Linked DNA regions of Mus musculus: region 1 is linked to region 2. The links are chromatin contacts, called in public Hi-C maps. All regions are on one chromosome and are shown on one strand. The core of a region is the stretch at or near the end of the contact, and the rest is flanking DNA. Distances in the headings are between cores, read along the strand shown.

What was found. A called contact is a pair of places that touch in the nucleus more often than the background predicts.
Region 1: a contact with region 2 is called in a Hi-C map of uterus, with 3 times the contacts expected there. The contact joins two enhancer-like sites. A contact is called at or near these places in 4 of 484 Hi-C or Micro-C datasets (the AML12 cell line, embryonic stem cells, myocytes and 1 more) and 1 of 9 other capture datasets (embryonic stem cells).

The regions. Positions count from the first base shown.
Region 1 is chr6:88,011,454-88,014,243 of GRCm38.p6, forward strand. It overlaps Rab7 (RAB7, member RAS oncogene family), which reads right to left. Exons shown (of 6, transcript NM_009005.3): 2 at 2,185-2,245; 3 at 854-980. The coding sequence starts at 2,237. Among named protein-coding and RNA genes, the nearest start is that of Gm34872, 7.8 kb to the left of the region's middle. Within about 2 kb of position 1,343, at least 33 of the 459 cell types and tissues checked have an H3K27ac peak or open chromatin away from gene starts, as enhancers often do. A contact at or near this core is called in uterus, where this site is marked.
Region 2 is chr6:88,498,777-88,501,476 of GRCm38.p6, forward strand. No RefSeq gene overlaps it. Among named protein-coding and RNA genes, the nearest start is that of Gm46965, 8.5 kb to the left of the region's middle. Within about 2 kb of position 1,380, at least 110 of the 459 cell types and tissues checked have an H3K27ac peak or open chromatin away from gene starts, as enhancers often do. A contact at or near this core is called in uterus, where this site is marked.

The DNA of each region.
Region 1 (2,790 bases), core at 93-2,592, 490 kb before region 2:
AAGAAGGAAGGAAGGAAGGAAGGAAGGAAGGGAAGGGAAGGGAAGGGAAGGGAAGGGAAGGGAAGGGAAGGGAAGGGAAGGGAAGGGAAGGGAAGGGAAGGGAAGGGAAGGGAAGGGAAGGAAGGAAAAAAGGAAGGAAAAAAGGAAGGAAAAAAGGAAGGAAAAAGAAGCTAGGCATGGTAGCACAAACCTTTGATCCCAGCACTTGGGAGGCAGAGGCAGGTGGATTTTTCTGAGTTTGAGGCCAGCCTGGTCTACAGAGTGAGTTCCAGGACAGCCAGGCTATACAAGGAAACCCTATCTTGAAAAAACAAACATAAATAAATAGAAAGGGAAAAGAAATGAAAAAAAAAAAGACAATAACTGTAGCTAAAATTAAATTTTACAAAAATTCCTAGTTGTCTTGTAATATAAATTTCAAATTTAGGATTGGGGTGTGGCTCCGTGCTCATGCATGGCGGGAGCATGTGCACTCAGCCTGCATGGGGCTCGGGCTCTGTCTCCACCATGCTCCCGACCGTGCTTTTACTGCTATTTTATCCAACAACACTATTTGCAGCCAATTATCCATTCTCCACAAATATAATGGTAAGTTTGAAAAGCACGGAGGTATGACAGACAGTCTGGATGCAATCAACTGGGCCTACACGAGGGCTCAGCACAGAAGGTGCTACCCAGAGGTGAAGTGCTCCGCACAGAAGCTTCATGACCTGTGTTTAATCCCTACAACTCACAGAAAGGAAGAAAGCAAGCCAACTCCACCCCCACCCACCCACCCACCATTTAAAGAAGACTTCATTTAAAGAAGACTCAGTAAGCTGGCAGTCTGGCTCCAGGCTGAGCAGTGGCTCACCTGCATGGTAACAAGTCTGTCGTCCACCATCACCTCCTTGGTCAGAAAGTCCGCTCCTATTGTGGCTTTGTACTGGTTACTGAACTTCTTGTTCACATACTGGTTCATGAGAGAGGTCTTTCCAACACTGAAATTGAACAAAACCCACATGTCTGAGTCAAATAAGGGACTGAAAGGGATTTGTGTTTACAATGTTCAAAGCAACATGCCTGAGCTAGGAAGAGCGTTTAGTTGGTAGAGTGCTTGCCTGACATACACCAGGCCTGGGTTTAACTCCCGGTACTGCAACAGTTTAAAAACAAAACAAAGCATTTTACTAAAAGAAACACACACAAACTCACTCACTCCTAAATGGAACTTTGTGATAAGATCACTCCAAACGGCTTTGTAATCTCAGGTGTTTATGCATCACTCAGTGTGGTCAAGTAACACCAGGAGGAAGCCACTCAGCAGTATGTAGCCAGAAAGGAATGTTCCAAGACAGGTGTAGCCCCACATGCCTGGAATTCAGTGCTTAGAGATAGAGGCAGCAGCACTGAGAGCCTGAGGCTAGACTGGGCTGCACAGTGAGTTCAAGGGCATTGAGCCACAGTTTTTGTTTCAAAACTAAAGCCCAAGCAAAACAACAAAACAGGGCCTGTTTGATGGCTAAAGCGAAAGGCACCTATTGCCAAGCCTGAAAACTTAATTCAATCCCAGGGCCCCCAGAGCAGGAGGAAAAACAATTCTTGCACGGACCTTCACACCCACACGCATATGCACATACATAATAAAACATTAAGAATGTCCCTCCCAAGGAATTTTTTCACCAAGAAAACTCACCAACCAAGTGTTCAGTAAGATAAGGGTAGGGTCAGGGTAATGCAACCTAAAGAAAGCGCCAATGCTTTCCTTGTTCAAGGCTTTCCACAAAGAGTGCACATACATACAGCCTAAGACAGTAGTGCTTGCCTTGCCAGGGGTATAGCGCAATGGCTGACCAGTGGTCTAAGGTGCTGGTTCTACCCAGTTCTGCAACACAATTAGAATTTACAGAAGTAGAGTGAGGTCTGTAATCCTCAAAGGCCTTGAGACTCCTTTCAGACAGTATGCCATTTCTCACAGTCCTGGGCAGGAGACACTATTCCTATACTCTACCCCACTGGAAGGCACTTTCAAAAACAAGAAAATACTTGTTTGAGGGTTCCTTAAGCATTTCAATAGGCCAAACACAGGAAACCCCAACAGTAAAGGATAGAGGCCAGGCCCAGAGCCGAATGTGGAACTGCCTTGAGATCAGTGAGGATGAAGCTCCAAGCCAATCTGAGGTCAGATTCGTGAGAAACACTTACCCAGAGTCCCCCAGGATGATGACCTTCAGCAACACTTTCTTCCTAGAGGTCATCCTTGAAGCTGTCGGGAGGAGAAAGTGCAGGTGAGCTGAAGAAACATTAAGGCAGTTTTGCATTGTCTACAGTGCAGCCACTCTGGTCTGCCAGGAGCTGAGCCCCAGCCCTCACTCAGACTGGCCCCCGGCCTGTGAACCCTTTAGCTAACCTAACAAGACAGCAGGGCAGGGGCTGAACGGATGCCGGTGCCCTCTCTCTCCTCAAGTGCTGGGTCCATTACTGGCATCAGCAGTTGGGATTAACACTCCAAACAGACTCACAAATCTCACAAGTGAAGATTAAGCACTACTTTCTCAGCAAAGGAACCTATTTCCTTCCTTCCTTCCTTCCTTCCTTCCTTCCTTCCTTCCTTCCTTCCTTCCTTCCTTCCTTCCTTCCTTCCTTTTCCTCTCTCCCTTCCTCCTTTCTTTCATTTTTTAGAATCAGGGTTTCTGTGTGGCTCTGGCTGACCACGAGATGGTCTTTAACTCTGAGACCTGTCTGCTTTTGCCTCCTGGGCATTGGGATTAAGAGTGTGTGCCACCACAGCCAGTTAGGAACCAATTTAAG
Region 2 (2,700 bases), core at 130-2,629:
CTGCCATCCCTGCAGTCCCTTGCACCTGCTCTCCAGAGCTTTTAGTGAGCACTAGGACTGTGGCCTTGTGTTTTCTAACCACGGCCCCCCACTCCTGCCGCTCCTCCCTCTTCTGGGGTGTGACAGTACTAGGGGAGGGGACAGCAGTGCTCTGATGGGAGGGAGATGGTCTGGCTAGGTAGCCAGGTTTGGTTATTTTAATTTTCCTCCCTTTCCCCAGCAAGGCCTGTGATTATTACATTAATCTTACAGGCGAAGTTTTTATGGCCCATCCCTTGTAGACTATGAGAAGTTTCTCCATCCATTGCCAGGCAGGGAGCAGACCCTGGTGGGGAGGAAGTATTTGTTACATCTTATCAGGCTGACACACAATCTAACAACAATTACAGCAGCCCCATTTTTCCCACTAGTTCAGCTCCAGCTTGAAAAATTGTTGTAATATTAAAGTCAGGCAGGATGGGGGCTGGTCACAGGAGGTGGCCACTATCCCAGCTCTGGGCCAGGCTCCTGGGAGCCTCTCCTTGAGCTCTTTGGTGGCTGCTCATTCCAGGTGCGGTGCCTTCTCCCAAAGCCAAGGCACTTCCTGGCCTCTGCTTTGCAGATACCTTACCCCTTCAACCCTAGCCCTTACCCTGGCCAACCCTAGACTGCCTCAGAGAATACTCGGGGTTTAAGAAGGGACAGCTTGCTTTCTCACACCAGAAGGTGGTAGGTCAACATGCCTAAGTATGGTAGCTAAGAAATGGAATTGCAGGCAGAGGGCGGGACTTACACCTTGTAGCCATCCATCTCCCTGACCCTGGGCCAGCCCTGATTGGGTCGCTGGCCACATGTCTGAAAGGCCCTGTCTTTGAGTGAGGAGCAGCAGCCAAGCTGGGATGTGAAACTCTCTGAGGCCACAGGCACTATGTGACTAGGGTTCAGATCAGAATGACCAGTTCCTGGCTCTTGTTGCTAGAGGTCAGAGTTTGTGAAACAGGCGCAAGCTGAGGTCTAGCCCTCCACGTTTGAATGCAGTTCTGTTTGTGCTCCATGCAGAAACAGGTCCTGCTATCCCCTGGAAAGGAGTAATGGTATTACCTAGTATCAGCCAGACAAGCCAGCTCTCCCATGGGACCCTGAGAGGTACACACCGTCCTCCCATCCCAAGAAGCAAGTGACCTGGGGATGCGGGTGACCTGCGGCAGGGCCCGGCAATGGAAGGCGCGGGCTGGCAGGGCTGGCAATCGCCCGCTGGTCCTGTCGCCCTCCCCGTCACTCGGCACCATGCGGTGATTAATGGCCGGGCCGAGCGCGCGTGCGGCCGTCAGCGCGATGGATGTGGCTGTCAGGCCGAGCGTCCGCGCTGACCCCCGGCCCCGGCCCGCGCGATCAATGGGCGGCGTGCGACGGGCGAAGGCTGGGCTGGCGCGATAAGATGGGCCGATGCGCGCCCGCCGATTGCCCGCTCCGTCACCCGCCGTCACCGGCGCCGTCACGCCGCCCGCGCGCGGGTCGGCGCCGTCAGCACGCGTGATTAATGGGGACGCGGGCGGGAGGTGCGGCCCAGACCCTTGCAAATACCCGCGGACCCCCGAGTGGCGTGGCTCGCAGCGCCCCCGTGTGGCTAGACACGCAGTCTGGGGGTGGAGGATGCTTGTGGGAAAACAATTGGGGTAGGCACATGGAGTTTGGCTTTATTATTATTACTATTATTATTGTTGTTGTTGAGCTTGGCGTCATCATCATCATCATCAAGTAGACCTGAACTCTCTATATAGACCAGGTGGCCTCGAACACAGGTTCCTCTGCCTGCCTCTTCCTTCCTAGTGCTGGGCTTATAGTGTACCCTTGGCAGGATAAAGTTTTGAGTGGATAGTTTTGTGTTAATTCTGAGCAGGGTGCAGAATTTGGACTGAATCAAAGGAGTATGCATGATAGTGTGTTCCACTTCGTGGTCCCTCTGTGCAAGCCACTTTACACTCAGTGTATTTCCTAGCTAGAGATGGCAGAGATTAGGAGGAAGGGGAGACTAGAGATGGGGAGGAAGGTGCTGTCAGTCTCAGGTTCAGCCTCTGCATTTCATAATGGCTGACCCTGTTCCCTCATCCTGAGTGATGTAGGAATGCCTGCATATCCTTGCTTAGAGTTCTGGTTTGCTTGTATTCTCTTTTAAAGCTTATATTCACAGAGTAAAATCCCTAAGCCACAAGTAGGCCACTGTGAGTGCTGACAAAGAGAATCTTCCTAACCCCTTGAGCAGAAGGAATAACGTCTACTCACTTCCTCCTTGGGCCCTAGCAACAAACTAAAGTCCACTAAAGACCAGGGACTTCCTTGGTCTTACAGAGCAAAGGGTAGAGTATGGGTGACCTTAAAGCAGCCACAATGGAAATGTGCACCTGGCAGGGATGGTGACTCCTCATGGCTGTATAGATGGAGCCTCTTCCCTAATACCTTCCCACCTGTTTTCTAGCCCCTCTTGGAGGCCCCGATGCCAAGTCAGTAGAATTAGGGCAGGATGACATTCAACTTATTGGGTCGGTTGGCTGAGTACCCAGGGGAGGGGGCCTATGACATTCTCTGGCCTCCCCTTGAAAGAAGGAAGGTCACCAGTCAACAATCCCACCCGTGAAGATCCTGGGCAAGTGGGTCCAGCCCAACTGAAGATGGAGGCAGTTTGTCTTGGAGGCAGTCTCGGACAACAGCTGCTTCTGGCCC